Linked DNA regions of Sus scrofa: regions 1, 2, 4 and 5 are each linked to region 3. Evidence: chromatin contacts called from public Hi-C, promoter capture Hi-C and targeted proximity ligation data. All regions are on one chromosome and are shown on one strand. The core of a region is the stretch at or near the end of the contact, and the rest is flanking DNA. Distances in the headings are between cores, read along the strand shown. Region 1 holds the start of AFTPH (aftiphilin). Region 2 overlaps AFTPH (aftiphilin). Region 3 overlaps LOC102160963 (a long non-coding RNA gene). Region 4 overlaps SERTAD2 (SERTA domain-containing protein 2). Region 5 has its middle 88 kb from the start of AFTPH.

Region 1 (4,687 bases), core at 1,038-3,537, 250 kb after region 3:
TGGTGAAAAGGAAGATTAAGTTCAAAAGTAAAGTTTTACTTTTCTTCTCCTAAAGTGAGAACTCCGAGACAGAACCGCTGCTTTTGTTTCATCTGCCCCCCCAACCCGCCCGCCCCCAGTAAAACGTTTCCACGTATGGGTTAGTCCTTCCTTCGGCCCCAATAGAAGTATTCAGTAGGAAACCAAGCTGTAACTCGCATTAACCAACAAGAGAAAAACCTAGTCATTCTCAGTACTTTCCTAATGATGAAAGGATCCCACCACTCTTCACCCTATACTCTGTTCCCTGTCCAAACAAGACGTAGCACCTGCCTAACTAGGCACTTAAAAAAAAAATGGTCCAACTTTTCCAACGCAGTCTGGGGAGGGGACGCAGACGATTTCTTGAAGAGTGCAAGAAAGGAACAGAAAAGGTCCTCTCAGGATGGGATGCATGAGTTTGGGTGCCGTCTCCTCTGCCTGTTGGAGGATTCGAAAGCCGCTTGCTTTAGAGACCCTGCGAAGCAGCAGACTCTGATCGCGGCCGGCCTCAGGCCTGGGCGAAGCAGGCAGTGTTTACACCTGTCACGAGGGAGGGGGAGGGAGAAGGAGGAAGCCGGAGCAAAGCCCCAAACTTCTCCACAAGCTCCCGGGAGGGAGCGGCCGGCGCAGAGCTCAGGGCAGGTGGAAGTGGAGGGGCAGGGCGAGCCGCCGGCAGCCGGGGACGTGGGAAGGGCTCTCACTTTCCTGGCCGATGCCCGGGATGGCGAGAAGGGGGCCGTGCGCTTCCGCGCCGCCGCCGGCGTCCCCGCACCCGCCGCGGAAAAGGACAGAGCCCGAGCCCGGAGCCCGCAGGCCCGCAGAGCCGGCACCGTCCCCGCAGCCCCCGGCTCCGCGACAGGCAGGTGCCCCCGGGCCGGGCGAGGGTCCAGCCGGCGGGCTGGGCCGGCTTCCCCATCCTCTTTCCCCCGCGCGATGGGGGAGCGGAGCGGTGGCGCTTACCTGGCTCGTCCGGGGCGGCTGCGATGGGCATGGCTCAGGGGCCCGGGGAGGAACTAGCTCCCCGGGGAAGGACCGGCTATTCCGACGCGGAGCTGGTGAAAGCGGAAGGCAGGCTGCTCACAGCCCTGTCATCGAAGCAGCGCCATGGACGCCCACCCGGAGTTTCAGCGCTGCCGCGAGACCCCCATCCCATTACCCTCCGCCCTCTTCCGCCGCCGCCGCCGCCTCCACCTCCTCCTCCGCGGAGACCCCCCGCCCACTCCACACACTCTCCCATCATGCAGCGGGGGAACCGCTGCCGCCGACACGTCACTTCCGGGCGCAGGTGGCTAGGTCGGGGCCGGGCGCTGGTGGGTACTGGGGGGTTGGGGGGAGAACACTTGGGGGGAATCAGTGTCACAGAACGCTTACCCCTGCGCAGGCGCCGTCGAGCAGAGCGCCGGCCGCCATTTTGGGTGCGGGCAAGCTGCCCTTTTCCTTGACTTCCTTGTGAGTCATCGAGGTGGGTGGGGGGAAAGACGCCCTCCTGCACTCCGCCGCTCCTAAGGCTGCGCTCCCGGCGAGGGACAGGTGCTCCTTAGCCGGCTAAAAGTCAACGTTCAGCTCAGGACCGAGTTAAGTCTCTTGCTCTGCAAGGAAAATTGCGAGGGTTTTAAAATACGGAACTTTATTTTCTTCACCAAAATCTGCTGGAGAGCACTTATCAGCTTGCCCTTTTCGCCCCGAAAAACGACTTTTTCGTTCAGAGTTCCTTCCTCTTTTTAATTTAAGCTGACAGAAAAGGAAGCTGATGTATAACAAAGAAGAGGTAAATCAAAATGAGAAGCAAGAGGAAAAGCAGCCGCCGAACTGACAAATCGTCTTTGAGACCAACAAAAACAAATAAAATTGGAGGATTTTGCTAACGGATAGAGACGGTGGTCGTTTTTCATAGATGCTGCGAGAGACTATTCGATGAAACTATAAAGAAATCAATCAACTCCCGCATTTCTTTAACAGAGGTCGTAACATTTTTCCATCATCAGTCTTGATCATTTGCATTTTTTATAACCTTTCCCTTTCATCTATAACGAATTTCTGTTAGAATTCCGGCCACTGTAAAAACAAGACTGCAAGGCTGCACAGATTATTGTTACCATCGGGAATGATGAGGCCGAGGTCCTATCCCGCAATCATGAGCCCTTCCGAAGTGCTTATTCTGCTCACTTTTGCCAAACCTACACCAGCAATTTGAATAATTTAAAACAATTCCAATACAGCAAAGCTCAGCAGTTACGCAAAGAAAACAAGGATAGAAAACACCCTCTCAGCCACAGAGAAGCGTCCACCTTCTTTGAGTGGAGGAATTATACAAATCAGGGGAAGATAGGGACAAAAGCAGTTCATCACAGTTTATCCCGCCTCTGCAATGTTCTAGACAAATTAACTTGGAGCACTGAAATAGACCTGCTTTTGTCTCTATACAACTCAATCGCTGTAAGATATACGCAGACTGCAGCACTTAAAATTAGAATACCAATTGCTTTGTGGCGGTGCTGGATTTTTTGTTATTGCTCAGTCACTAAAGCAAGAAAAATATCTATATGGCTTGTCAAATTTATTCTTATTGTATTTCGCCCCCTGCTGGCTTGGCTCATTGCAAGCTTAAAAATATAAACCTTAAATATTGTATTTATAAATATAAGCTTATAAATATATCGCTATAAATGTTTATTTTGACCAGGAAGGAAAGAAACAAAAGTGTGTGTGTGTGTGTGTGTGTGTGTGTGTACACTGGAAGTAAATTGATTTTAGAGGAACACATGCTTGTCCTAATTTGATAGCTCTACTAAACAGACATATCAGAATAAGAACATATGACAAAATCCTAAGGCAGACCCTACATCGAGAATATGTTAAAACTGAAATAATAAATTTAAACATAAAAACATTAAAAAAAACTGTGCTTTCAGAATAATATTCCCCTAATTTTATGCATAACATGATTAAAAAGTGTTTTTTTTTTTTCAGGTAACTGCAGAAGCCTATTTTATTCACTTAAGGACAACAATTCAGAAATTTATGAAGTTGAGTCATTAAGTCACTCTTTGGTCAGCAACCACCCAACTTGTAATTTGTAATCTTACACATAATTCTGAAGACAGCATTCCAATGCTTATGAAATGGTACTACAAAAAGAAAGCATCTCTGAAAGTTTTTAAGATGATGAATCTGGGGGAAAATACTTATTAAAATTCATTGCATTTGGATCCAGTGGTAGTATTGTTTTTCTTTACTTTTAAAAAATACGACCTTAACTACATTACTTAAGATTTTGTATCAAGAAAAGAAAAATTAAATCTTAGTTTTTTCTCCTGTGCAGACTTTTTACAAAGTTGTAATCATAATGTAAGCCAATTTTGTATCCTTTTTTCACTTAATATTATGTTGTAAGCATTTCATCCTGATTACTTAACATTTCATAAAACTTTGATTTTCATTGCATACATAATATTCAATGGAGCAGACATACTGTGATTTATCCATTATCCTATATGTGGGTATTTTCCACAATTACAAATAATACTGTGCTGATGTACATTTTGTGTTGTGGCTTTGTCTAATTTTATGAGTTTTTTCTGTATATAAAAATGATTTTTTTTGGTTGTGCCCATGGCAGGCGAAGTTCCTGACCCAGGGATCGAATCCACACTACAGCAGTGATCAGAGCCACAGCAGTTACAGCCTTAGCCTGCTTAACCCGCTGAGCCACCAGGGAACTCTCAGTCAATATAAAAATGATTGAGCCAAAAGGCTGTAAATGTTTTATTGGCACTTTATCTCATTTTCCAAAATCTTATACCAATTTATACCACCACCAGAAATACAGAATATCCCAATTTAACTGCCTTCTCACCAGCAGTGGATAATAATTAAAAGAAAAAAGATTGAGTTATACCTTGTGGACTAAAAGTTGAAAGAAACTTACCTCACACTGTATAAGAAATCAACAAAAAAAAGCACAAAACTCCACCTATGTGATGTTCTGGAAAAGCAATACATAGACCTGGGTCGGCTAACAAGCTCTGTTATCACTATGATTTTGTGTAAATTACTTAACCTCTCTGGAGCTCAGTCTTCTTTTTTTTTTTTTTTTGCCTTTTCTTGAGCCACTCCTGTGGCATATGGAGATTCCCAGGCTAGGGGTCTAATTGGAGCTGTAGACACTGGCCCACGCCAGAGTCACAGCAACGCCAGATTCAAGCCGCGTCTGTGACTCACACCACAGCTCACAGCAATGCCAGATCCCCAACCCACTGGGCAAGGCCGGGGATGGAACCTGCAACCTCATGGTTCCTAGTCGGATTCGTTAACCACTGCGCCACGATGGGAACTCCCCAGAGCTCAGTCTTCTTATATGTCAAATGAGAGACTAAAACTAGACCACAGGTTCTCCACTCTCTTAGGACATAGTTATTTATCATATTTAAATACTTGAGACTATGATCAAAGCTTTGGCTCTTTCTGCAGGAAATGCTCATCCCAGGGATGCTCAAAATTTCTTAGGCTTCCTAAATCTCATTTATGGAAGAGGTCCTATGAGCTGCAGCTTAAGAAACCCTGTATCAGATGATCCCCAAGGTCTTTTCCACATCTAAACATTTCCTATGATTTTATTTTATAACCCAGCAAACACTTTCTGTCTAAATAATACTTTTTAGTGGAT
Region 2 (4,980 bases), core at 1,251-3,750, 210 kb after region 3:
AATGTTTTTTTCTGAGGAACTAGTTTCTTACAATTTGAACAGAAGTGTGACAGAATTTTAAAAAACACATAGGTTGATTAAAGGATTTTCCAAGGCACTAATAAACTCACAATGTTTCGAGTGTCTATTCCCAAGGAGCACAAAAGCTTCTTGTTGCTATGGGAGCCGCCCCACTGATATCTCAAGCCATGTGCATCATGGATATCCTGCAGCTCGGTCCATACATCCAGCAGTTCTCTGCAAAGGGCATGATGAAGCCACCAACAATGGGTTACCAATAGCTTTCACCATGAATTCTACTTTTAATGTGACTCTGAAATTTTATACATTCCAATTACTCTTGTGCCTAACCTAAATATACAACTACTATCTGAATGAAATCAAGAGCAAATATTTCTAGTCATTAGCAAAGAAACTAAGTTAAAGTCATTTGAAACAATGAAGCAAAAATTTAGCCTGTATGCTATTCATCCTCTTCTTTTTTTTTAGCTATGCCCTGCAGCATATAGAATTTCCTGGGCCAGGGATCAAACATGTGCCATAGCATTGATCGAAGTGGGACAACTTGAGATCCTTAACCTGCTGCACCAAGAGGGAACTTCAGTACGTTATTCTTTTTTAATTGTAAAACAAAAATATTTAAAAGAAGGAAAGAAATCACCCAGCATTCCATCATCTTACTAGGGCTATTTAATATTTGCTTTCTCCTTGAGTCCTAATCCACAAACACACAATTGCAATTATAGCATATGTATAATTTTGTATTCTTTTTTCAGATTTTAAGTATTTCCTCATCCACATATATATCTTTTTCAATGGCTATATAATGTTCTATTGGATGAACGCATCATCCTTTATTTAGCAATAATCCTACAGTTGCTGCTTTTTTGGCCATGCCCACAGCACGGAGGTTCCCAGGCCAGGACTCCTGGTAAAAAATGGAATGGCCATTTTGATAGGTTTTATCACAAGTAAAACTACATTCACAGTTTGCTGGAGGGTAGGGGAAAGACTTATAGATGAAACAGAGGCAATTCTTCTTCTTTTTTTTTTTTTTGCTTTCTAGGGCCATATCTGTGGCACATGGCGGTTCCCAGGCTAGGGGTTGAATTGGAGCTACAGCTGCCGGCCTACGCCACAGCCACAGCAACTCAGGATCCAAGCCGCATCTGTAACCTACACCACAGCTCATGGTAACACCAGATCCTTAACCACTGAATGAGACCAGGGATTGAACCCACAACCTCATGGTTCCTAGTTGGTTTCGTTTCCGCTGCACCACAACGGCAACTCCAAAACAGATACAATTTTTAAGTCCAGGAAAAAGGTGTACTATAAAGAAAATAGTGGCTTAGCTATGAACATTATTTACATGATTATACTAATGAAAATGACAAATAACAAAAACCATAGCCAAAAACTATGATATACTGGAAAGACAAAGGGAGGAGAAAAGCAGATGTAAGACCCAGATTCTCATCTATCATGCTAGGAAATCAAAAAATAATATGTAAAACTGACTGATTAGAATACTGACTTAGAATTTTTTTTTCTTTTTAGAGCCACACCTGTGGCATATGTAAATTCTCAGGCTAGAGGTTGAATCAGAGCTGCACCTGCTGACCAACACCACAGCTATAGCAGTGCAGGATCCGAGCCTCATCTTCGACCTACACCAAGGCTCGCGGCAGTGCTGGATCCTTAACCCACTGAGAGGCCAGCGACTAAACCCATATCCTCATGGTTATTAGTCGGGTTTGTAACCCACTGAGCCACAAGGAGAACTCCTTAGAATTTTTTCAAAAAGGTCAAAAATAGAAAAGTAGAGAGTTTTTTTTAACTTTTTTTTTTTTTTTTAGCACTATGATTTTTAACACAATAATGTTTTAGAACCTTACTGGTTTAAGATAACCTTAGATAACCTTATAAATTAGAACAGCTGAAACCAACAAATATACATGCTATCTAAAAAGTGCCTACTACTTACCCACTTTCAGCTAAGGCCTCTCTTGTTTTTATTGGCAAGGTGCTTGTTTCTAGCAAGTGCTTCAGGGAAGTAACTTCTTCTTCAGTATCAGGGACAAATATGGAAGGAAAACATGCTTCAAAAATTCGCTCCAGGCGGTTTAGTAAAGCTGTCTGCATCAAAACACAAAGTTTATTTTCACTTTTGTAATTTAAATAATGTCATAACTTTGTCATTAACACATACACACACACAAACCCCCAGATACCCACTCCTTGTCCACTACTATGGGGCAGAGGAGCTACCAGTCAGATATAAAAAACACTAAGTGAAAGAAGCATAACCACTCATAGAACAGCTTTAAGTAATTGTGGTAATACAGTGGTGACAAATAAATGCCAAACAGAGTTCCTGTTGTGGAACGAATCCAACTAGTAACCATGAGGTTGCAGCTTTGACCCCTAGCCTCCCTCAGCGGGTTGGGGATCTGGAGCTGTCGTGAGCTGTGATGTAGGTTGCAGATGTGGCAACCTAGTAACCATGAGGTTGCAGCTTTGACCCCTAGCCTCCCTCAGCGGGTTGGGGATCTGGAGCTGTAGTGAGCTGTGATGTAGGTTGCAGATGTGGCTCATCCTGCGTTGCTGTGGTTGTGGTGGAGGGCTGGCAGCTATAGTTCCAATTCAACCCCCAGCCTAGGAACCTCCATATGCCACGGGTGTGGCCCTAAAAAGCCAAAAAAAAAAAAAAAGAAAAAAAAAAGTCAAGCACTATGCTTGGCACTTTATAAACATTATCTTACTTAATCCACCAAAAATTCTACAAAGAAGAAATTACTATCCCATTGTACAATCTCAAAGTTTAAATAATCTGCCCAAATAATCTGTTTTGCCCAAAGCAAAAAAAAAAAAACAAAACAAAACAAAACAAAAAAACAAACCAAAAACCAAAAACCAAAAAAAGAAAAAAGCAAAATAAACTAGACAGTATTCATATTCTTTTTGCCACACTGGGATGTTTCTTACTACCACTCACATACTATATATTTAGAACAATAAGACTGGATGCTTACAAAATGTATTATGCTATTATAGTTGAACAGAATCTGGACAAAAACATTTGAATTTTGAAAGACTTTTAGAAATATCTCTGCTGGAGTTCCCGTCGTGGTGCAGTGGTTAACAAATCCGACTAGGAACCATGAGGTTGCGGGTTCGGTCCCTGCCCTTGCTCAGTGGGTTAAGGATCCAGTATTGCCTGTGAGCTGTGGTGTAGGTTGCAGATGCGGCTCGGATCCCGCGTTGCTGTGGCTCTGGCGTAGGCTGGCGGCTACAGCTCCGATTAGACCCCTAGCCTGGAAACCTCCATATGCCACAGAAGCAGCCCAAAGAAATAGCAAAAAGACAAAAAAAAAAAAAAAATCTCTGCTGCTAACAGAACAACTAAAGTAGGAAAGAATGCCTCAGTTTTTACTACGAAATTCAATACCTCATTTATCATTTTGATGATCTGCTATCTTTTAGAAATATCATTTTTATACTGTTCTATGGCATGTATATATGTACTTCTGAATAGCACACTGCTGTACCTTCAAGCAAAGTCTGCATATTCCCTAGAATATTTTCATTGAGAACACTGGCATTTTGGAGTATTCTTATTAATTAAAACTTGATGGATTTAGATTAACTTACATTTTCAGGGTATCACTAGATTTAGTCTACAAGTGCAACCTACAATAGCATTTATTCCCACTTTTCTAACTTTATTTCAGATACATGTAAAATATTTTCAATTTACTACTTTAAATATCAATTAGGAATACAAACTATGAAGTTAAAGCTTGTGGAAGGATTAAGTATACTACAGAAGTGACACCTAGTGTAAAAGAAAATGCCAAATCATGATGGTACTTTCTGCCAAGTGACAAAAAAAGTTAATGCTTGATTTGTTGTTTAGTATTGTCAGCAAAAAGAACAATGGAAAACAAAAGGAAACATTTCCACATACATATTTTCCCAAACAAAATCTCTTTTGGAAGCAGTATCAGCAAAAAACTTAACACTCCGTAATTAGTCTCAGGGTACTCTTCTGCTATCGCTACAAAAGTTACTCTAACACCTTCATTATATTCACATGTGCGATATGGGAAAAGGTTCTCAGTATCAATTATGAAACCTACAGTAAAGAGTAGACTCAAGATCCCAAGGCTTGTGAAACTTGAGTGCATCAAGGGGACCCAGTGTTACTTGTTTCAACAGAGGGAATGGACAGACATTACTTTTAAAGGGATCAGATAACCATCTAATTGGAAACATGATAAGCACTGGCTCCTCCTGGGCAGGGAAGGTAAACAAAACTCACATATGATCACACTGTATTTCTCTGTAAATTAAAACAGAATTTTTCTTGTATCCTCTTTGTTATATTTTTAATGAACCAGAAAAACATTTATCAAAGGAAGAAAGAAAGGACCTCAAAACATACTCAATCATTTGGATCAATCATTACATATAACTACTAGGTTTTAAGTATACCAGTGAGCAAATTCTCAAGTTAGTGGAATGCACTTGAAGAAACAGAACATTAACATTAATTTAAGAACATTATTTTAATCACTTGTAAACTTTGTTTGAAACTTATTCCTCAACCTTTCCTTATAAAGAATACAAATTACATGGATTTTAAAAGAAAGTTCCATATGTCTTTATAATTTGATAATCACAGTCGGTTGCTTCAAATCTTTTGTTGAATGAGGTAGAGTAGGGGTTGGCAGTTTTCTCTCCATAGGGCCAGATGGTGAATATTTTTGGCGCTGCAGGCCATCCATAAACAAGGGTGCATGTGTTCCAATGAAATTTACTAAAATAGGTGGCAGGGCAGATTTGTCTCCTAGGCCAAAGTTTGCCAATCCCTGAGGCGGAGCCATAAATAAATAATAAGGACTCAGATAACCAGAATCCATTAACTGAATGGCACCACTCATCACAAGAAGGAACTTCTCAACAATTCAACAAGAA
Region 3 (5,026 bases), core at 2,429-4,928:
CTGATTGGTCCATTTCTGAACCAATCAACTATGGCGGGGAGGGTGGGTGTCATATAAAAAAAAATGGAGGTTCCAATATTTGGGGTGTGGGAGAGAAACTGCTCCTAGAAGAAGGGAGGGAGATAATGGGCAGACCTCCACCACCCCTTCCCCTCCCCCCAAAATCCACTCTGACTCATTTTACAGATCTGGAAATTTAGGCTCAGAGAAATTAAGTGACTTGCTCAAGGTTACAACTTGTACTTAAACTCATCTGGCACCAAGTTAGCTGGTTGTCTCACTCCCGGACACTGCTGCTCATTCTATGGAAGCTTCATTTCAAGCTCTTTGGACAGTAAAACCAGGGGGTTGGGGTGGAGTGGGGTGAAATTAAGGATCTTATGTTATGCTTAAACATCTTTCCAGTCTTTTGCTAAAGTTCTAACTCCACCAATCTTTTTGTTTTCTGGTTTTGCTTTATTTTCTTTCTGGGGGGGCCATATACCTGAACTAGGAATCCCTCTATTGCCTTTGGCCCCTGTCAGCCGCAGGGAGCTCATCCTATGCCAAGCTGAAATCAAACAATTCTTAGAATGGCTTACACCAGAGGGAGGACTCACCAAGAGCCAGGGGCTGTGCTTTGGATACATTCTTTGTTTAAACCTTGTAACAGCCCCAGGAAAGAAGCGTTAGTACCATCATCATCCCCATTTTGTAGATAAGTAAACGGAGGCAGACAGAGGTTAAATAACTTGTCTAAAGTCATAGAGCTGGGAAAGGATGTAGGTAGGCTTTGAACACAGGCAGTCTGACTCCAGAGCCATTACTAGATAAACATGAGCAGGGGCTCCTCATACAAAGCCCCAGTAAGTGTCTAGGACTTCCCAGATGCTGGCTGACCTAGAGCTGGCCCATATCTGGAGCTGTCACCAACCTGTTTAGGCTTCGGAGCTAGACTAGGGTTTGAGTCCTGGTCTACTGCTCACTAGCCTTGTGACTTTGGGCAAATAAGCTCTTACCCACTACTCTGTGCCTTGGTTTTCTTATGTGTAAAATGAGGGTAGTAATATCTCCTTCAAAGTCTTGTGAAGATTAGATGAGATACAGTGTTAAAGCCGATAGCAGAGTGCCCAGCCTAAAATAAATTTCAACAAGTTCATTATTAGTTTCAAGTCTTAATCCTGGTGGCTGGGCCTGACCTTTGGGCCCCCAAATCCTTCCAGTTTTTTTTGAAGAGTGTGAGGGTGCTTATACAAATAGGAATGTTCATGACCTGCAGCTTCCCTTGATTTACCTTTAACCTGGGCCCTGGCTGGAGAAATGTGGGTATGACAACTCAGAAAGGCAGGCAGAAGTGGTGGCAGGAGGGAAGAGGACCCCCTCCACCCCACCCTCCACAGCTGGTTCTGAAAAGGACAAAGCTGCCAGTTACCCTCACCTCCTTTCTTTCTTTTTTTTTTTTTTTTGTCTTTTTGCCTTTTCTAGGGCCGCTTCCGCGGCATATGGAGATTCCCAGGCTAGGGGTTTAATCGGAGCCGTAGCCACCGGCCTACACCAGAGCCACAGCAACGCAGGATCCGAGCCGCGTCTGAGACCTACACCACAGCTCACGGCAACGCCGGATCGTCAACCCACTGAGCGAGGCCAGGGATCAAACCCGCAACCTCATGGTTCCTAGTCCGATTCGTTAACCACTGCACCACGACAGGAACTCCTCACCTCCTTTCTTAATCAGAGGGCCCTTCCTCTCCTTTGGATGTTGTTAGGTTCCCCCACTGGGGGTCCCCGGGGTTACCTACCCCCCCATCATTTCTGATGTCATCTAATTAGTGCTATGCTCAGGCCCCTCCCAACCTGAGGGTCAGCCCTAGCAGAGCAAAATGCCTCCTGGACCTGTGTAATGATTGCCTAACTCCTACCTCACCTCCAACAACTCACATCCATTCTCACCTCCAAATATTTTAGCTGCAAAAATTTTTTGTTAAAATTTTAACTGGTCTTTTGCCTGGCTTTTTTTCAGGTCTCAAGTCTAGGAGCTGTTTCTAGTTTGCATAGTTGATAAAGGACTGTACTTTGTACCCCAGACTAGACTCAGAAGAGGCAAGTGCTCAGCCATTTCACAGATGGAAACAAATGCAAAAAGATAACCAAGCAGATGGTGCTTAATAGGTAAATTAAAGATGCCAGTATCCTGACTTTCAAATATTGTATCATCAAATTTAGCTTAAAAATAAGTGTTTTCAGAGTTTCTGTTGTGGCTCAGTGGTTAATGAATTTGACTATCATCCATCAGGATGCAGGTTCAATCTCTGGCCTTGCTCAGTGGGTTAAGGGGTTGCTGTGAGCTGTGGTGTAGGCAGGCAGCTACAGCTCCAATTCCACCCCTAGCCTAGGAACCTCCATGTGCCTTGAGTGTGGCCCTAAAAAGAAAAAAAAAAAAAAGTGTTTTATGTGCCTGTGTTAAATCCATATTCAGAGATCTAATTTGAAATTATTTTTTTCCCTGCATACCTTTTTTTTTTTTTTTTTTGTCTTTCTGCCTTTTCTAGGGTTGCTCCCACAGCATATGGAGGTTCCCAGGCTAGGGGTCCAATCGGAGCTGTAGCTGCTGGCCTACACCATAGCCACAGCAACGAGGGATCCGAGCCACATCTGCAACCTACACCACAGCTCATGGTAACACAGGATCCTTAACCCACTGAGCGATGCCAGGGAACAAACGCGCAACCTCATGGTTTCTGAGCCACGACGGGAACTCCCCTGCATACCTTTTTATTGTAAGCAAGCCCAGCACCCAAGACGTTACAGAGGTATGTGACTTTTTTTCAGCTAAGATGGCTTGACCTATATATAAGTATAAAAATCCCGGTTAGCCCAGACTCTCTTAAAGTGGAACTATAACACATTTCCCTGAGATAAAATGCCATGAAATCCTCTTGGTTTTTCTTTTTCCAGGAACCCTTTAGTCCAAAGGGGACAGGACTTAAGGAAACGGAAAGAAAAAAATCGTGCAAATGTGAAAAAAAAACCCAAAACAAAACCGTGGAAGAAAAACAAAGGAAGAAAGACTCAGAATTGAAATAAAACCAACACAGAAGAAAAGGCAGGGGAAGCCAATGGAGTCGCCAATCAGAATCAAGGAACTGCAAGATCTGCGCGCGCACGTGTACACACACACACACACACACACACACACACACTCTCTCTCTCTCTCTCTCTCTCTCTCTCTCTCTCAAGAAAAGGTGCAAAGGGAACGAAACTGTATGTGTGTGGAAGAGAGAGGGAGGGAGAAAAGAAAAGAAAAGAAAAGAAAAGAAAAGAAAAAAGAAAAAAGAGAAAGGTAGGCAAGAGGGAGATTGAAATCTAGACCGGGTCAGGCTGGAAGAACAGGCAGGGTAAGACCAGAGACTGGGTGGGGAATCCCAGAACGATCTGTTTACGAAAAGATAGGCCTATGGAAATTCCACAAGTGACTTTTGAGATTCAGATCCGAAATAGAAAAGGCTCCAAATCACACACAGTCCCTGTGTATTTCAACCGCCTGCTGAGGTTCCATCTAGATTAGAGGAAATTCTCCCTGGCCTTGAACAGACACTTTTTGAGATTTTTAGATTTCAACAAATCTAAATATCCTCCACGTGGCCTCCGACTGTGCCTGGGGGGCCGGGCAACCGCCGCGGTCCCGCCCAGCCCGGGGACCCGCGGGAGCGCGCGGCGCGCGGAGGCCGCCCCCTCGGAACTCCCCTCGCATTGTCTGTGCGCCGGGGAGTCTCCGCTTCCCGGGCGCGCTCGGGGTTATTGTTCTTCTTTCGCCCAAGGGGAGGCGGGTGGGATGGGGTGGAGGAATCACCAGGCTGGAGGGCGGTGGCGGGGCCCGGCTGCCAATAGTGCAGGGGCGCCTCGGTCCTGGGACCCTGTGCCTCGGGGTCGGCCTGAGGCCCCCTGAGGTTGGGGAGGCGGGGGCGGGGGAAGGCGAGTGCCGCTGGGCGCCTCCCTGGGCTCCTTCCCGCAGGTCCCCAGCTTCTGCCCGGGAGCAGGAAGCCGGGCGAGTGTCCCGGTGCAGTGGTGTGGCTCCCGCGGCCGCCTAGGCGCTTGCAGCTCGGGGGAGGGACGCTATGACGCACCCTCCCGGTATTGGAACACTTCACCTTCTATTTATAGACACTCCTCCGACCGCAGACCTAGCTAGCCCTAGCTCTCCTTTCCTCCGTGGTAAAGGAAGGAACGAAAAACCCTACCTAGAATGGAATAGCTCCTAATACGCAATGACAAGAATTCTACTTTGCTCATTCCTGCATAATTCCAACTATTACTTGCAGGTCTAGGGAGCTCTCTCAGTACAGGGAATCTCCCAATTTTCTGAAACTTTAAAACCTACACGACTTTATTTTACATGTCTCTTAAACATGTCAAATTCTTCTCTTGTGAGTTCATGAAATATTCGCCAAGAATTTGCTCAAACTGGTTAGGAGGAAAACCCAATGAATTAACGGAAAAGATGTTTCTAGCTGGCTTTCTACATTTGCTAAAAAACAGCAATTCTAACCATAAAATTTATTCAGAGAGGAAGCATGTAGAGGGAAAATATTGCACATTTCAAACAAAAGCCAAGTTTGTCTTAGGTTTTTGTTTTTGTTTTTGTTTTAAATTGGGGCTTTTAGATACACACTTTACGCTTTTAGATGTACACCATCCATGTAATTATAGGTGATTAAAAATAATTCTTACCTAGTCATAGTAACATTTGCAGTAATTAAAACAGGGGATTTTTTAAAACTGTAATTTATTTCTCATAATTTGGTTGTTTGTGCTGCAGTCAACACTAAAGAGGAAGCATGATCATTATCTTTCATCTTGGTTTCTATTCAGTTTCACTTTCCAAACTCCGGAGTCGACCAAAGAAATACTGTCCTTTACATTTAAGAAAAAAGACATATGTGAATATAAGCATTTTTATATGCCTTTTTAAAAGACTTTAGAGCAACAAAATTGAGAGTGCGGAGATTTTCTGTTAGCCCGCAGGAGAGAAGAAAAGATGGTCAATTGG
Region 4 (4,871 bases), core at 1,588-4,087, 130 kb after region 3:
GTGTTCAAAGTAGCCTTTTATAATTAGGGACTAGTCTCTGACAAGAGTGAAGTGGGCTCTTGGCTCCACTCAACCCCTGGAGGACAGTCCACACCTGAGAGCCTCTGGGTTGTTTTGCTGATGGGGGATAGTTGTTCAGCTACCCAGAAGGCATATCTCATCCCAGGAGCCCCTCCCCCTCCTCCCCCTTTTTATAGCAGTCTATTCTGATTTGAGTGTGGTAGGGTGTGCTCTGAGGATGAAAATACCCACCCTAATATCCCAGCTTCTGGCACCAGCAAGAAGAACTTGTTCATGGATCTCGCTTTCCTGTTCATTTTATCAATTTCTTCATGGGGTGGTGGTTGAATGTTAGAAAGTTTTCCTTTAGCTTGATGGATTTACTTAGAGGTATTATGTGTTCATGTAAAGTTGTTTATGTTGTTCATCAAGTTTGGAACCTTTAAAATAATTTTTATTTTTTTCTCTTCCTCCTAATTAAAATGTTGCTCTCAGGTGAGAAATCTTATGAAATGGATTTGATGGCCTTTTCAGCTCTGTTCTTTGAGTGATTACAACAGGTAGAAGACTCACATTTTATAATACCAGCCAAGTATACGAGAAGAGTGTCCTAGGGAACTGTTTAATTGTCGGGCGAGCATCACAGCTTCTTAGGTAACAGCTACTTGGGCCTATTTCCCTTAAAAAACAGAGAGGGATATTCAGATTTAGGAAACCTTTAGACTCTGTTTGCTGAATTGTCCCCTTGAAAACTTTTTTATTTAATTGAGAAGCCAAAATATAAATTTTACCCAGTCTCCATGCACTGAATTATAATGAGCATAGTTAAATAATATATATTTTGATTTTTAAAATTATTTATTTATTATTATTATTTTGGCTGTGCCCACAACATGCAGAAGTTCCCAGACCAGGGATCCAACCTGAGCCACAGCAGTGACAGTGCTGAGTTCTTAATCACTAGGCCACCAGGGAACTCCCAAGCGTGACTTTTTTTTTTGGCTGTGCCCTCAGCATGTAAAGTTTTCAAGCCAGGGATTGAACCCATGCCACTGCAGGAACCCAAGCCCCTGCAGTGACAATGCTGGATCCTTAACCCCTGCTGCACCACAAGAGAACTCCCTATTTTGATATTTAAAAATCCTCAAATTTGTGTAGCAGCTGATAAGTTTTGGCATATGCTATTTTAAACAGTGCTCCAATGGCAGAAAAAAAGTCACAACGCTACTTAGAAAGGTGCACACACACAATACAGATTTTAAAAGTATAAGGGGAGGTTGAGGATAGATACATATATACCTATATACAAATACTTAAAGATTGTTTTTTCTGTCAAAAATTAAATTGACAGAAAAAAGTAAAAAATCAAAAGCATACTACCTTTACATAGCAGTAGTAAATTATACTCAAGAGTTTGCCCTTGATCAAAATATTTTACACTTTAGCTATTAAGAAAGACAAAAGCTATAGCAGAAACTGTTAGAGGCCTCTTTTGCTATGGATTCTTGTTAAAGAACACCAGTATAAAACCATGAAGCTTTAATTTTTATTTTGTTTATATATAAAAAAACATTGTCAGTGTTAACAACATAAGTAAAAATATGTATGGGTAGATACGGTACTTAGAAGTATGAACTTCAGTTCACTTGTAGAATTTTTTTTTTTCACTTGTAGAATTTTTTAAAACTTTCATATTTACTGTAACAGCATATCTTATAGAAGATAGCTGTAGTTGCTGTAGTTTCTTGACAAAGGAGGGGGTGGAGGAAAGAGGGAGATCTCTGATTACTGAGTGCAGAGATCAGGTGTATGCTCCAGGCACCAGAGGGCAAGCTCCAGTTTTAAGTAAAAATGGCCTCAAAACAAGGGTAACACCCACCTTCGTGGGTCTTTGCATAAATCAATGCTGGTCAGCATAACATGAACATCTGAAAATGCCGTGGTCACGGCATATGCACAGATCATATATTTCCTACCGACTGTTATTAATGATTCCTTAAACAATTGACAGAAATCCACAAGCGAGGACTCCTGCTTAAGAAGTGTGTGGATATTTCCTTTAGTTTTAATGTTCTTGAGGGAACCAGCAACCAGCCAAAGTTGGCATGTCTTTTAAAAAAAATTATTGTCTCCCAGTGGCCAGTGCAGTTGGTATTAAAGGCAAACTTCTGCCCTCTGTGCAGATGCTGGGCAACCCTGTGAACAGTGCTGTCCCCCGGAGCGCCCATCACTCATTGTGTGGAGCAGTGTCTTTTTCCATGAGCACTTTGTGGCAGTTCATTCTTTGTATGAATCTGTGAATGGCATATGTCAGGCCAATAAGACGACAGTCCTATTCTGGGTAATAAATAGATGCCTTGTTTTTTTGTTTTGTTTTGTTTTTTTCCTTAAAGATCATGAGACAGACATGCTTGACTGTCTAAAAATTTTCTTTGAAATACAGGTAAAATTTTCAAAAGCAAAACATGGCAATATCTTTGCTCACAGATGATTCCTCTTGGGACAAAACAGATACTTATCATTTAAACAAGCCCCACCTTCAGTGAAAACTCCCTTGTGGAAATTCTGCTCTCTTTGTGGTCCGAGGACTCCTAAAGCTGGAAAGCCTCGTTCGTCTCCTCTCAAGCTCTCCCGTCCCTTCTCTGAACTTAATTGGGAATCCCTGCCAGGATGCACTGAAGCAAACCCCACAATTTGATGTATCTATCTTAGCAAGCCGGGAGCACAGAAGCTGTATTCTGCACCCGCTGCAGCTTTCAGTTCAGAATGGAGTCGGCATCTGCTCTCTCGTCTGGCCTCCTCCTCACACTTGCATGCCGCGTGTCCGGAGCTGGCCTGGCCCCTGGACAGGGGACGTCAGGGCAGAGCCGGGGCTGAGTGGAGTGAGCAATGCGGATGCGTGGGGTGGGGGCCGGGGTAGGGGGGAGGAGAGTGGAGGGCAGATCTGGAGCTGACTGTGCAACTGCTATAGCAGGTCTGACTAGTTTTAGGTGCCCAAAGGCAGCTTTGTTTCTCTAGTAACTCCAGGGAGCAGCAAACCTCAGTTCTTAGAACTAATTCACGTCTGCACTACTATCTTTTTGTCCCTTTGCAGAAACCTGTAGCTTTGCAGAGTTGTTACCTCATTCTAAGCTTTTTTCCCTCTAAAAACCTTCACAGGCAGTTAACCAAAAAGAAGATGCTAGTAAACCAGGCGTTTTTGTGCTTCTAAGGAGTTTCATGTAGAATAGTGAAGGGATAGGGATTCTGGCTCTTCAGCACACACACACTCACACTCACTCTCTCATGTTTATAGTGGTCTGTGTGAACCTGTTGAACCAAAGTAAAAAGTTTTCCTTGATCAGGCCATGGTCAGAAAATTAAATAACAAAGCGTTACTTGCTGCAGATCAACCTTTAGCCCCTTGCTCTGCTCTCCTGGCCGACTGCTTATCATTCCACGCCAGCCTCGGCTTCTGGGCTTCAAGCAGGCCTGCTGGAGTACCCCACCCTGGGGATTAGAAGTGTTGAGTTAAACTCAGAGAATCTGAAAGTCCCAAGGTCATCTCTACACCAGAACAGGTTTGCATAAAATTCTAGCCACACCAATGAGATAACGAGTTGGCAACTGTTTTAATCTGATCCTCCCTTGGTGGTTTATCCCATTTTACAATAATACATGATACAGATTTGCTTTTCAGATTTCTTTCCTTTTTAAAGGAGGGAACTTCCATGTACATGTATACGTCTGTGTTTTCCCTGCTGTCATAGCAAACTGATCTGGCAGAGGAATTTGAGCACCTTAGTCTGTAGCTGATGAAGAAATTTTTGCCACCGCCTCTCTGCGTGTCACCACCATTGCAATCAATAGTCTTTCCTGAACAGTTTTTTAAACAGACTGCTTTTAAAAATATTTGTATAATGTCCAGAAATACAAAATAAAAGAGATTTTACCTGATGATGGTTGTTAGCGATCTAACGGTAGTTGGTGAAAAAAGTCAAAATGTGGATTCTTCTAGTGGCACCTGCTGTCTTGCTTCTGAAGCCCCTAAAGATAGGATGAATGGAATGTTCCAGGGTGGCAGCGGGGTAGAGGAGATGCAGGGTTTCCTTAAAGGTCCCTGAAGATCACTGAAATACGGAAAGGTAGTTTCCTTAAAAAAATAAATATTTATTACAGTCAGTGTGGTACTCTGATTACTTTTTTTTATTTTTTTTATTTATTCATTTATTTATTTGTTGTTGTTGTTGTTGTTGTTGCTATTTCTTGGGCCGCTCCCGCAGCATATGGAGGTTCCCAGGCTAGGGGTCCAATCGGAGCTGTAGCCACCGGCCTACGCCAGAGCCACAGCAATGCGGGATCCGAGCTGCGTCTGCAACCTACACCACAGCTCACGGCAACGCCGGATCCTTAACCCACTGAGCAAGGGCAGGGACCGAACCCGCAACCTCATGGTTCCTAGTCGGATTCGTTAACCACTGCGCCACAACGGGAACTCCTGATTACTTTTATTGTTTTTGACTAAATGGGTAAAGTTCTGTTGACTCATTAATTATCAATACCCAGAGGTCCTTGTGAAGACATACATTTTATCTCAAAATAGCCCCAAAGTAGTTATTTTTTAAAATGAATGGCCACTGAGCTCCTGCCATATAGCACAGGGAACTATATATCTAGTCACTTGTGTTGGAACATGATGGAGGATAATGGGAGAAAAAGAATGAATATATATATTCATTAAAAGTATATATAAAGTCTGTATATAAGGTTTTATATATATGTAAAACTGGGTCACTTTGCCGTATAGCAGAAAGCGACAGAACACATTGTAAATCAACTATAATAGAAAAAATAAAGATCTTTTTAAAAAATGGCTGCCATATTTACAAAGT
Region 5 (5,016 bases), core at 840-3,339, 170 kb after region 3:
GTTCACAGGAGGCTTTTTGTTATCCCATTTTATGAGGGAGGAAAGTCAGACTATTTCTGCATAACTTGCCTAAAATTACAGGGCACTACAGAACAGAACTGGATTCTCATGCCATCACGCGCTATGTTTGGTATCATATATCCGACTGTCCATATGCCTGCCCCAAGGAGCTTAAATTCCAGTTGATGTCATTCCTCACAAATGGCATTTTTTATGGCAGAGATTGTTCTCTCAGGGATGGTGCCCCTCCTGTTTAAACCACTCCCATATTGTTGTGGTTCATTTACAGCCTGATTATTCCCATAGGAGAAATACCTGACATGGAATTGCTGGGACAAAGAGAAAGGATATTTCCAAGGCTCCAGACACATCCGGGTTGGCTCTGAACAAACCTCTGCTCCCTCAAACCCTCTCCCAGCCCCAGCCACTCAGGGTACTCACCAACCAGCAGGAAGTCCCCATCCCCTAAGTCCTCCTCTCTCATCCCAACACCCCCTGCCTTTTCAAATGTCAGAAACAGGTAACGGGGTCCTGGGAGATGGGACTTGAGAGACCTGGCCACCAAATCTCCCCATCTCTGATCTGGACTCCAGATTCAGAACTCCAATTTAGAACATCAGAATTACTCCTTTGAGTTAAGGGCGGTGTGGCTCAAAAGTTGCTGGTTGTAAAATGGACACCAGATCTGAGCCTTGTCTGTGACTTACACCACAGCTCATGGCAACGCCGGATCCTTAACCCACTGAACAAGGCCAGGGATCGAACTCACATCCTCATGAATACTAGCGGGGATCATTACCACTGAGCCACAATGGGAACTCCAAGTTATGCATGTTTTTAATTTTACTGAGGACATTATGTAAAAATATTACAGAATATTCTGGGGAAAAAAGACAAAATATCATGGCTACATCTTTTCCCACATTTTTAGGTCAGGGAAATTGTCTCTTTCTATGAAATGGGAACAACCTTTCGTGAACCTTTCGATCAGCATCTTCAAAAGTATCCAACATTTTCTTGGACAGATTTTCAAATCAGCCTATAAATGACATCCATAGCGCAATGGCCTGCGGTTCTCTATGAGAGGACTGGATATATGAGCCCCACCAGGTGCTGGAAACCCCTCAGAGGCCATTGACAATGCGGCCAGAGTGCTTTTCCAGCTCCGTTGTAAACAATTTGGGATTTAATCTAAAGAGATGCTAAGTGGATCAAGTCTTTGAGGTAATTTGTGTCAATTTCCAAGTCACTCCTGGTCATCATTGAAGAAAGCTACTTTTTATTAAAGAATCCCAGGGCTGACTGTAGGAAAGAGCCTCCCGCCAGCCCCCCTCACCAGGCCAATACTCAGCAGAGGCCAAGGACTGCCCAGAACAGCCCGCTAATTGAGGGAACCGAGGCAGGATCGGCGTCCTCAGGGAGCTCAGTCTGGCCTCCTGCCGAGCTGGACGGGGGTGTCGGTGCTCCAGAGCCGCGGTTCTCAAACTTCGCGAACCCCGGGGAGGGCCTGTGAACCTAGCTTGCTGGGTCCGGAGATCCACCGCTGGCCCGAGAGCCTGCACTTCTAAGTTCAAGTGCGGGGGCTGCTGCTGCTGCTGCTGGTCCCAGGGCCGCTTTTAGAGGACACTCGGCCGGGGAGCTCCGAGGGAGGACCCAGGGGCGCGCCCCAGGGAGGAGGGCCGGGGTCAGACCTCGGGGCGGAGGGCGCGGACGCCAGGCCCTACCCGAGAAGGAAGCGGCGGAGGCCGGAACCGCGGGCGGCGGCGCGACGACTGGGGCCGGGTGACACGGGGCGGCGGGCGCCTCGGCGGCGGCGGCGGGCAGAAGGCCCCACGGGCCACCCAGGGCGCGGGCGGCCCGGCACGGCTTCCCCAGCCTCTGTGCCCACTGCCCGGAAGGGAGACAAAGGCGCCACGGGGGATGGACTGGAGCGTCCCTTCTGAATGTCCAGACTGGCTGGGTCCCTGGCTCTCAAACACTTCCTTCTCTACGGCTGCCTGTCGCTAGCGCTGGGCTCTCCTCCCAGCCCAAGGGGGAGGGGAGGGAAGCGAGAGAGAGACAGAGAGAGACCCACAGGCACCCCACCCCACCCCCGCAAGACCGTGGGCCTCTGTCAAGAGCCTTAGATTCTATGCCCAGGGCAGCTCCTCACAGCCACGTGGCCTTTAACAGCTCACCTCGCCTCACTGGCCTCAGTTTCTCCTTCTGTAAAGCAACTGCATTGGAGATGGTTGCTGAGCTTCCTTCCAGCTCTAGAGAGCTAGGATTGCCCACACTGACCGGTGAGAGACAGATAGTGGAATGGGGTCCGGGTGCGAGGGGTAACAGGGGTGTGGGCAGGCAGGGGCTGCGAGGTGCTGGAGGGAAGGAAGAGAGAAGGTGGAGGGGGCCTCTCAGGCACCTTTGCCAGCTCCACTCCCTCATCCTGGCCTCCAAGAGTGGGGCTGGCAGAGTCCCTACATCAGGAAAGGCCCCCACGGGAATCCCCTCACTATCTTGCCTAGTTTGCAGCCTGGTTTGCTGGGGGATGAGAGAAGGAACAGGAAGGAACACGCAGGTTGGACTGGAAAATCCAGCTGGGCAGGCGACAGCTGTGACTGTACCTTACACTGGAGGTTCAAGCCTTGCTTGGCCCCGTCCCTGCAGCACAGGCCCTGCTGGACCTTGGGCAGCCGGGTCCAGGGGCGCGGCTGCCACTGAGCTGAGAGCTCATGAGCAGAAAGTCAAATAGCGTTTAGATTTGAGACTGCACACATGTGCTTCCAAGACTGTGTGGAAATGACTTTATTTTCAACTTAACTCCATCTTCCTATAGATTTACTCAGTGAGTTCAAAGATGCTAGTTCTTAATTTATAAGCTCAGTGGCAGCTTCCAACACATTAACCCAAAGGCCACCCCTGCCCCCCTCTGCAGGAAGCAAAGCTCCCACAAAATGTCCAGATGGTTCGGAGAAGTGTGTAAGACAGTCTGGTTGCAAGTGGCAGAAACGCCTCTCCCAGTAGCTTAAAGATACATATACCTATATGATATATAGATATAGATAGTATTTTATATGCATGTTTGGCTCACAGAGTCTAAATAAAAGTTAAAAAGTAGTAGGAAAGACAGGGATGCTGTTACATTCTGAATGTGATAAGACTCTTTGGTGCCAGCTCCCAAGCTTAACAACTTAAAAGTCTGCCTGCAACTTTTCTTCAAAAATTTAAAGCAGGGGAATCCTCAGCAAACCACACAGAACATTTAAGAAAGGTCTGCCAGAGGCCCAAGGCTTCACCAGGCTCAGGGCTGTGGAGAGGCTCTTCTGGACCTGAGCCTGTGCAGGGCGTGGGGAGCCCACTTATTGGTAATGGTTCCAAAATACAAACACCTCCACTGCCTTGGACTGATGAAGCCCACATAATTCTCAGGCTGGGACCCACCAGCCAGTTCTGCCAGAGAGCTGGGACCAGCCAACTGGGACAGCCTCCAGGAAGGGCTGGCCATGTGAGCATTTGACCTCTTCAGCAGAAGTGGTCAAAGCCACTGTGTGTGGTGGCAAGGGTTGTGCACTGCAGCTCCAGAGGTGCCATTTTGCTGTTGATTCTGTGAAGGCGCCCCCTGGAGTTCTGCAGTGCACAGTGCAAGCCAGAGGCCTTCCTGTTATTCAGGACAACCACGCAGTCTGGTGATTGTAGAAACAGATTAGAAATTATAGCATTTGGGAGTTCCTGTTGTGGTACAGAGGAAATGAATCTGACTAGGAACCATGAGATTGTGGGTTCGATCCCTGGCCTCGCTCAGCGGGTTAAGGATCTGGTGTTGCTGTGAGTTGTGCTGTAGGTTGCAGACACAGCTCAGATCCCTTGTGGCTGTGGCTGTGGCTGTGGCCAGCAGCTACAGCTCTGATTTGACCCCTAGCCTGGGAATCTCCATATGCTGAGAGTGTGGCCCTAAAAGGCAAAAAAAAAAAAAAAAAAAAAAAAAAAAAAGACATAATGGCATTTGCAGCAACATGGAATGACCTAGAAATTATCATGCTAAGTGAAGACAGACAGTGAGACACCAATGTCATATGCTATCATTTATATGTAGAATCTAAAAAAAGGGTACAATGAACTTTGCAGAACAGATACTGACTCACAGACTTGGAAAAATTTATGGTTACCAAAGGAGACAGGTTGTGGGGGGAGGGATGGGCTGGGGGTTTGGGATGGAAATGCTGTAAAATTAGGTTATGATGATTATTGTACAACTATAAATATAATAACATTTATTGATTTAAAAAAAGAGCAAGAAACAGAGTTTGCTGAGGTACCTGCACACACATGGCCCCGTCAAAAAGATGCCAGGCGATAGTATGGTGATTTGATTTCTCTGGGGTCACACTGCATTCTCAAAGTGGGGTGCCCTGGCTATTGTGGTAGATGCAGATGGAAGCCTGGCTTGGAGCCCCACCTGCCCTGTGAACCACTGGGGCCCGTCTGGCAGCAGCAGGGAACATCCCAATAGTGGACCAAATCCTGAATTTGTAGTTGGAAACCCCAGGCTTCAGTGACAACTGAGCCACATGGCCTTGGTCAAGCATCATTCTATGTAGTAGTTTCCAGGGACTGAGTAATAAATTACCACAAACTGGGGGGCTTAAAACAACAGAAATTTATTCTCTCACAATTCTGGAGGCCAGAAGTCCAAGTCAGGGAGTCGGCAGGGTTGGTTCCTGCTAGAGACTCTGAGGGAGAAACTGTGGCTTTCTCCTGGCTTCTGCTGCCTGCTGGTGATCCCCCTCTCCCTGAGGATGCGTCACTCTGAGCTCTCTCTGTCCTCACATCGATGTCTCCTCAGTGTGTCTCTTCTCCCTTCTTCTTCTCCCTCTTTTTAAAAAATTTAATTTAATTTTTGGCTGTGGTTAAACATGAATAGCATAGGTTACCGTTTTAACCATTTTAAAGTGTACAGTTCCATGGCCTTAAGTAGGTTCCCATCCCTTCCTCTTCTTTTTTTTTTTTTTTGTCTTTTTTAGGGCCACACCAGCAGCA

Evidence for each region. Promoter capture Hi-C pulls out the DNA fragments that hold promoters and counts their contacts. A called contact is a pair of places that touch in the nucleus more often than the background predicts.
Region 1: a promoter capture Hi-C map of fetal liver shows a contact between it and region 3, with 4 times the contacts expected there. A contact is called at or near these places in 2 of 5 promoter capture datasets (fetal liver and liver), 12 of 47 Hi-C or Micro-C datasets (alveolar macrophages, brain, embryonic fibroblasts and 7 more) and 2 of 2 datasets of targeted methods (alveolar macrophages and skeletal muscle).
Region 2: a targeted proximity ligation map of alveolar macrophages shows a contact between it and region 3. A contact is called at or near these places in 2 of 2 datasets of targeted methods (alveolar macrophages and skeletal muscle).
Region 4: a contact with region 3 is called in a Hi-C map of retroperitoneal adipose tissue, with 2.1 times the contacts expected there. A contact is called at or near these places in 15 of 47 Hi-C or Micro-C datasets (alveolar macrophages, embryonic fibroblasts, fetal liver and 6 more) and 2 of 2 datasets of targeted methods (alveolar macrophages and skeletal muscle).
Region 5: a contact with region 3 is called in a targeted proximity ligation map of alveolar macrophages. A contact is called at or near these places in 1 of 5 promoter capture datasets (liver), 2 of 47 Hi-C or Micro-C datasets (fetal heart ventricle and retroperitoneal adipose tissue) and 2 of 2 datasets of targeted methods (alveolar macrophages and skeletal muscle).

What each region holds. Positions count from the first base shown.
Region 1 is chr3:77,420,567-77,425,253 of Sscrofa11.1, forward strand. AFTPH (aftiphilin) reads right to left here and starts at 2,288. Exons shown (of 10, transcript XM_021087452.1): 1 at 1,393-2,288.
Region 2 is chr3:77,376,266-77,381,245 of Sscrofa11.1, forward strand. It overlaps AFTPH (aftiphilin), which reads right to left. Exons shown (of 10, transcript XM_021087452.1): 3 at 1,988-2,139; 4 at 111-237. Among named protein-coding and RNA genes, the nearest start is that of AFTPH, 44 kb to the right of the region's middle.
Region 3 is chr3:77,164,698-77,169,723 of Sscrofa11.1, forward strand. It overlaps LOC102160963 (a long non-coding RNA gene), which reads right to left. Exons shown (of 4, transcript XR_002342636.1): 4 at 2,661-5,026. Among named protein-coding and RNA genes, the nearest start is that of SERTAD2, 25 kb to the right of the region's middle.
Region 4 is chr3:77,295,049-77,299,919 of Sscrofa11.1, forward strand. All of the region lies in intron 1 of SERTAD2 (SERTA domain-containing protein 2), which reads left to right. Among named protein-coding and RNA genes, the nearest start is that of SERTAD2, 100 kb to the left of the region's middle.
Region 5 is chr3:77,332,387-77,337,402 of Sscrofa11.1, forward strand. No RefSeq gene overlaps it. Among named protein-coding and RNA genes, the nearest start is that of AFTPH, 88 kb to the right of the region's middle.